2 separate regions of the Urocitellus parryii genome follow, and region 2 is linked to region 1. The links are chromatin contacts, called in public Hi-C maps. All regions are on one chromosome and are shown on one strand. Each heading gives the region's core, a stretch centred on a gene start, on an enhancer-like site or on the middle of the called end of the contact. The rest is flanking DNA. Distances are from core to core; before and after follow the strand shown. Region 1 holds the start of Mrpl39 (mitochondrial ribosomal protein L39). Region 2 holds the start of Rwdd2b (RWD domain containing 2B).

Region 1 (3,130 bases), core at 521-3,020:
TAAAGAAGGCAAGACGATTTAGAAAAAAAACTATTTTAAGGGAGTTCTTAGCCAAAGATCTGCCTTGTGAACATCTCTTAGACTCTCCAAATCTGAATTCTTCTCCTGGAAAATGAGAATGATTGTGGTTGTTGTTCAGGGCAGTCGTGAAAATTAATAAATGTAGCCCTATGATAGGCACATGGTCAATATTTGTTGGCCATTATCACTAGTGACATCCTTCCAACCAGGTTAATACCTGTAATAGTAAGAGCTCCAGTTACCTGTCTTCAAATGCGTTTATGATTAAACTTGCTAAAATTTATGTTCAAAGGCTTAGTTTAAATGTTGCTCTAAAATGTTCTAAGAGCAATAATACTGTTGTTAGGTGGCATTAAATGGGTAGAGTCTCTAAAAGGCTGGTGAAACAAAAACTTGAAAGGAGTTGGAAACCGTGGTGCATACATTTAATACCAGCAGCTGGGAAGGCTGAGGCAGGAGGATGGCGAGTTCAAAGCCAGCTTCAGCAACTTAGCGAGGCCCTAAGCAACTGAACAGGACCTTGTCTCAAAATAAAAACTAAGACGGGCTGGGATTGTGGCTCAGTAGTTCAAGGGCCTCTGGGTTCAATCCCTGGTACCAAGTAAATAAATACATAAATAAAGTAAAACAAACAAACAGGCTTGAAATGGAATCACTGTATGTAACTAGAGAAGAACACCCCTCTATGTGTATATATGGACACTTTGCCAACCTAATTATGATCTTAAGAGAGAGAGAGAGTCTGGTAAAATGTAGCCTTGCTCAAGTCACTCACTTCCATGTTTTTCATTTTAAAAGTGAAGACGCACTTTCCCCCACGCAGTTGTGGACAGTGTAAAATTTGGAGGAAGGAGACGGGACAGCTGGAGTGGCCAGGAGGAGGCGACTCAGCCGGCACTTCCACCAGGTGCCAGTCAAGGGCGAAGGGCTTGGGGGGTCGCGGGCTGAATTTATCAACCGGAGAGGCTTTGAACACCTTTGAATGAAAGCATTTCCAGACTTTACATACAGGAGGCTTGCTTCAGGCAGCCGAAGGACGTGGACACTGCCCCGGAGGTTTCCCAGGGCCTTAATTCATCCATTGGACAAATGCACCGAGCGCCAGGCTCTGTCTGGGTTTCTTGGGAGACACCAGGGGACAGGAGGCGAAAACTCCGCCCTGGGGTGCCTTTATTTACTACGCCCTCGGTCGGCGTCGCATAAACGAGTCCAGGCCGTTTGAAAAGAGCTCTGCAGATTCCAGAGTTTTCTCCAGAGTCTACAGGCCGGGTTTCCAAGCCCACAGCAACAGGGCTGGTCAAAAGGAGCCACCCCTGCAAAACCGAGTCCAGCCTCGGGCCGGACGGCGGCGTCTCCGTGCCCAGCGCGGTGACCGCGGACCTGGAGTCCACAGGATCAGCCTTTCCTCAATTTTCCTCCCTAGAAAGTCCTTGCGGGACGCCCGGGTTTCGCCCAGGCAGTGCAGCCCGAACGCTCACAATGCAAAAGGGCGCTCGGGACACTGACCCCCTGAAGGTGACACCAGTTCCCCGCAGATCCCAGGACGCGGCGGACCCACAGCCTGTGGGCGGAGCACCTCGACTCAGGCCACGCCGCTGGAACGCCCCTGCCGACCGTCTGGCCTCGGGTGACTAATTCTGGTGAGGCGCGAATGCGCCCCCACGTGGCGGTGCGCCGCCAGAGCGCCGGCCCCGGAACCGAACTGTCTGACGGAACCTCAGCGCGCATTCTCAGTTTCCGGGGGAGGAGGCTGGAGGCGGACCTGCGCGCCGCGGTTGGCGTACCCGCTATGGAAGCGATGGCTGCTACCGTCCGGGGACTACGGCTTTGGAGAGCCGCCTCAGGCGGCCGGACTGGTTGGAGTGAGTTTCCAAGGCCGTGGGGAAGGGGAGCAAAGCGTTGAGAGAGGTGTCTGCCCAGATGGGGCCTGAAGTGGGTGGCAGGAGGTCGGAAGAGCTGAGGAAGGAGGAAGGTCTTCTGCCCCCCCCCCCCCGCCCTCGCCCCAGCCTGGGAGGACAAATCTGGGGACACGAGGGGTCCGGGAGGAGCTGGGACCCAGCCAAAGGTGGAGCCACTGATGCTTCAGATGCCTTCAGGAAGGAGCCAGCATCTGCTCTAAACGTGCTGTTATCTCCCTGTACCTCTCGTGCCAAATCCCTGATTTAGGATTTGGAAGATAAATGCAGCATTTCTTGCCCTAGACTGTTGATGGTTTGGGTATGGGACTTGCAGTCTCCTGAGCCTTCTTGTCCTCCCCAGGCCCTTCCAGGTCTTGGGCAACTTGACTCACTCTCCCAACGAGTGGTGGTGCTTGGGTTTTGCTCTATATTGTGAAGCGCAATTGGAATACTATAGAGGAAGTTGGTGGGAAACAGGGATCTGATGTGAAAGAACAGAGTTGAAGTAGAGGTGCAGCTCTAGGCTAGCTGCGTTTTTGTCTCCTTCAGTTTTAATTTTTAATATTAGAAAGTGGTTTAAGTTTACTTCTGGGAGCGGTTTTGGCGAATGGCTTTCAAAGTTCTCTTGCCTCTGTATTATAGGAGGATGGTGATGCAGGAATGGAGTGGGGTTGGGTATTAGCAGTAAGTTACCCAATTTTTTTAAAGTCTTCATGTTTAATTTCTCCTTAGGATTTATAGCAACATCACCTGCAGTTCAACTGTCACCTACCGAGCTGACAGAAATGCGGAATGACCTCTTTAATAAAGAGAAAAAGAGACAGTTATCACTGACTCCCCGAACTGAGAAGATTGAAGTTAAACATGTTGGAAAAACTGATTCCGGCACAGTTTTTGTGATGAATAAAAACATTTCAACTCCTTACAGTTGTGCCATGCGTAAGTAACAGAATCAGGATACAGTCCTGACCATTTTATATGAGCTCTGCTGAAGAACTGGTGCAGAGGAGACAACGTGTTGTAATTGCTTTCCCAGCTTCTCCGAAGTTCTCCTTTACCTGGCACCTTATTGTCTGTTTACTGCCCCTTTAGCTCTGGAGGCTGCTATGTGTATTTCAGGGTTGGTGCTGTAGTACACAGTTGTCCTGTAGCTTGCTTGAATCTGGCTGTGTTTAGGATAATAATTTTTTTTTTCTGGCAAAAAAAGTCCA
Region 2 (3,080 bases), core at 66-2,565, 2.9 Mb before region 1:
TAAATCTTTAACCTGAACATGTCATTTTTCTCTCAGCAATAAGAAATTGTAGGAAAAAACGGTTCTAGGCATTATTTCTGAGTTGCCTGTAGCATCTACCACCAGTGCTAGTATACAGCAGTTCCTCGTGAAATACTTCTTTTTGTTAAAATGGAAAAAACGAGTACCTGAGGCATAAAGGATGGTTACAATGTGCAAAAGGTAGGTACAAAAGAATGGAGCGAACAAGTTCTGGTGAAGAAGAAAAGGAAGAAGAACGAAGAAGTCAGAAGTCTGCAGTAGTGAAGACAGCACTAGTAAATCTGGTTGCAGCAGCTCACACTCCAAAGGAACACTTGAAAGGCGAATCCTAATTGCTGCAGGTAAAGGACACAGGAGGTCACTAAAGAGGTCCAGTAAAGTTTTGACAACTATAAAGGCAACTAAAGAGTCATGAAAAATAAGTACTGTATCATCAGCTATAAAACAACAATAAAGCTACTAGATGTTTTCAGTTGAGTCTCAGGATAAGAATTAGTAAATTAGTCAACTTACTCTTTACATGAAGATTTTAAATCAGCACTAGCTCTACCACATCTCATATTGATCCAATTCCCTTCTTCTGCCCTCCCAGTCTTCCCCTGCCTACTCGCTTCCATTACAAATGTGTGTGGAAAATCCTGTCAGATCTTTCTGAAACGTGGCTTTCAAGTTCTGCCTAAACTAGTCCTGCCTGGGAGTACGCATCTGGTTTGGAGACAGATCCTATTCTTACTAAGCACAAGGACGCAGCTACAAACCCACCCTACTCATAGGGCGCTCCCGGTAGCTAGCCAGCCGCCCACCTACATTCCCAGAGGCCACCACGCCTCCTTCCCATCTCATCCCACCCTTTGCAACTGCTGCGCACCCACCGGGGAATCCTGGGGTCCGGGGTCGAGAAGGACGCCAACACCTGGAATTCATTGGCCAGCTTCTGGGACTGCCAGGACATCAAGCCAATGAGAATAGCACGGGAAAGGTTAGAGTAACACGCTTAAATGGGGCCCTTCCAGGGAGAACGCGGTTGGGGCGGAAAAATTCATGGTCTACGAGCGCAGGAGCTCAGAAGAGTGGTGATCGCGAGTCAGTGGAGGCAGAACTTACCCACGGTGACAGCGCCCATAACTGCATCCCCTAATGGGCCTTTGGGCTAGGCGGCCGGCTCCGTCTTCCTCTCGGTGACGAATAGAGAGCAACAGAGCCGAATCCACCGTGCCCCTTAGGAAGCCGGAACTTCCGGGAAGCGGCATTATGGGAAGCCACTTGGCCCAGGGTCGGCCGCGCAGATGCTGATTGACGCCCGCCTCTGTGTAATCCACGCCGGAAGCTGGCGCACAGCAGTGCGGAGTTGTCGCCGATGAAGTTTTTCCTGGGTGGGTTATCTATGAAGTAAATTAAATCTTTCTGAAAGCGTGGGTAACTGGTGGTGGTCTGTGGTTCGGAGCCTTCTGAACGGTAAACACGAAATTTATGCCGTTGGATCAACGTGTTGCACGGCCCAGGTTGTGGGTTTCTGGGCCGAGTCACAGGTCTGGGCATGAAGGTAGTTGTTTAGTTTCTATTCTCCAGCCTGAGGAAACTCAGAAGCTCTGTTTCAACTGCACCACTTGCATCTCGGAGGTTTCTGGAAAACTACTAAACAACCACAACCAAAAGAAACTACCTATACACACAAGAACATGGATGTATCTCTATGATACTGAAAGTATACACAAAATTACCTACTGTATGATTGAACTAGCTGAAGTTCTAGACCAGACAAAACTAATTATGGTAGGGGAATATGAGCATGGCCTTGGGCTTGAGCCTAAGCCACTCCATTTTAAGAACTCCTGTTTGAAACCTGCAGTCTCACCAGGCATGCCTACTGGAGAGGTCCTGTGACAAACAAGTCAATTCTCGACACCCTGATAAGGCTCAGAGTGAAGCCTCAGGCAATCTGTCCTCCACCTTTTAGAGGAAAAGGTTCCCGATAAGAGGGAAAGATTAGGGTGGGGACCACCAGACCAGCTGTTTCAATCCCACAGCAAATGTCATTGAGAAATCCAGTGGCAGCTGTTAAGAACTGAAAGGGGGGGGGGCGTCAAAAGCCTCAAAAGAGCTAATAACAAGACATTCAGCCAGCCAAAACTGATGCCCTTACACTGAGAGTCTGATGAGGACTTGCACTGACATCCCAACACTTCTCATCCTTTGCTGATCTTCTGCATCTTCCTCATTGCTCTCAAACTCTACAGCCACATCTTGACCCTGGTGAGAGCCTCAATTTCTCCTTAAGTCCGTCTCCTAGACTGGCGGTCAGCTTCACCTAAGGAGAAGCCTGTCTTGGTTCCTGACCTGATCAACACTGTCTGAGTGAGTGTGCATCTGCTGGACTTAAAAACCTAAGGCTTGAGAATTTTGAGCTAACACTTGAACTTAGCACGCAGAGGGAATGTCTGTCATAAGTCTGCCATGATTAAGTGTGTTTTCAGTCCTTAGAATTAATTAATCTAGAATTGTTCACTGTGAATTTATCTAGAATTGTTTGCTCTGAATTGATTTTGTCTATTGCAGTGCCTAGCATTAAGGATTGTCATTTTTCTTGACTAAGAACCTATAGAGTGAAAGTGTATTGAATGATTTGAGTGAAAAAAGCATTGAAAATGGCAGAGCCATGTGCACATTCTTTATTTCTCCTTGACTTAGCACCTTTTGCCCATGGAGACTGGGACAAAACATCACAACAGTGGTTGCCTTTGCGGGAAGTTGAGCATGAACTGACTAGGAAAAAGCTTAAAAGGAACTTTTCTGAAGTGGTAGTAATGTGCTATATCTTAGTAGGAGTTGGGTTACTTAAGTATGCTGAGGCTGGCTTTGAACTCAGGATCCTCCTGTCTCAGCCTCACCAGCAGCTGGGATTACAGGTGTGTGCCACTACACCTGGCAACCTTATCAATCTTATCTTTGCTTTAAAAGAATATCCTCTAAATGGCAAGAAGTTGATTAACTTTCATTGTCTTTACATAGGAGATTCCAGTAGCATCTTTCCAGCTGTGATAACCCAAAATGTCTTCAGA

The links. A called contact is a pair of places that touch in the nucleus more often than the background predicts.
Region 2: a contact with region 1 is called in a Hi-C map of liver, with 6 times the contacts expected there. The contact joins the promoter of Rwdd2b here to the promoter of Mrpl39 in region 1. A contact is called at or near these places in 2 of 2 Hi-C or Micro-C datasets (liver and muscle).

Annotation. Positions count from the first base shown.
Region 1 is chr2:209,113,209-209,116,338 of mUroPar1.hap1, reverse strand. Mrpl39 (mitochondrial ribosomal protein L39) reads left to right here and starts at 1,770. Exons shown (of 10, transcript XM_026411784.2): 1 at 1,770-1,883; 2 at 2,652-2,858. The coding sequence starts at 1,811.
Region 2 is chr2:212,000,507-212,003,586 of mUroPar1.hap1, reverse strand. Rwdd2b (RWD domain containing 2B) reads left to right here and starts at 1,315. Exons shown (of 7, transcript XM_026396142.2): 1 at 1,315-1,394; 2 at 2,259-2,376. It overlaps Usp16 (ubiquitin specific peptidase 16), which reads right to left and starts at 1,232. Exons shown (of 18, transcript XM_026396139.2): 1 at 1,126-1,232; 2 at 168-356.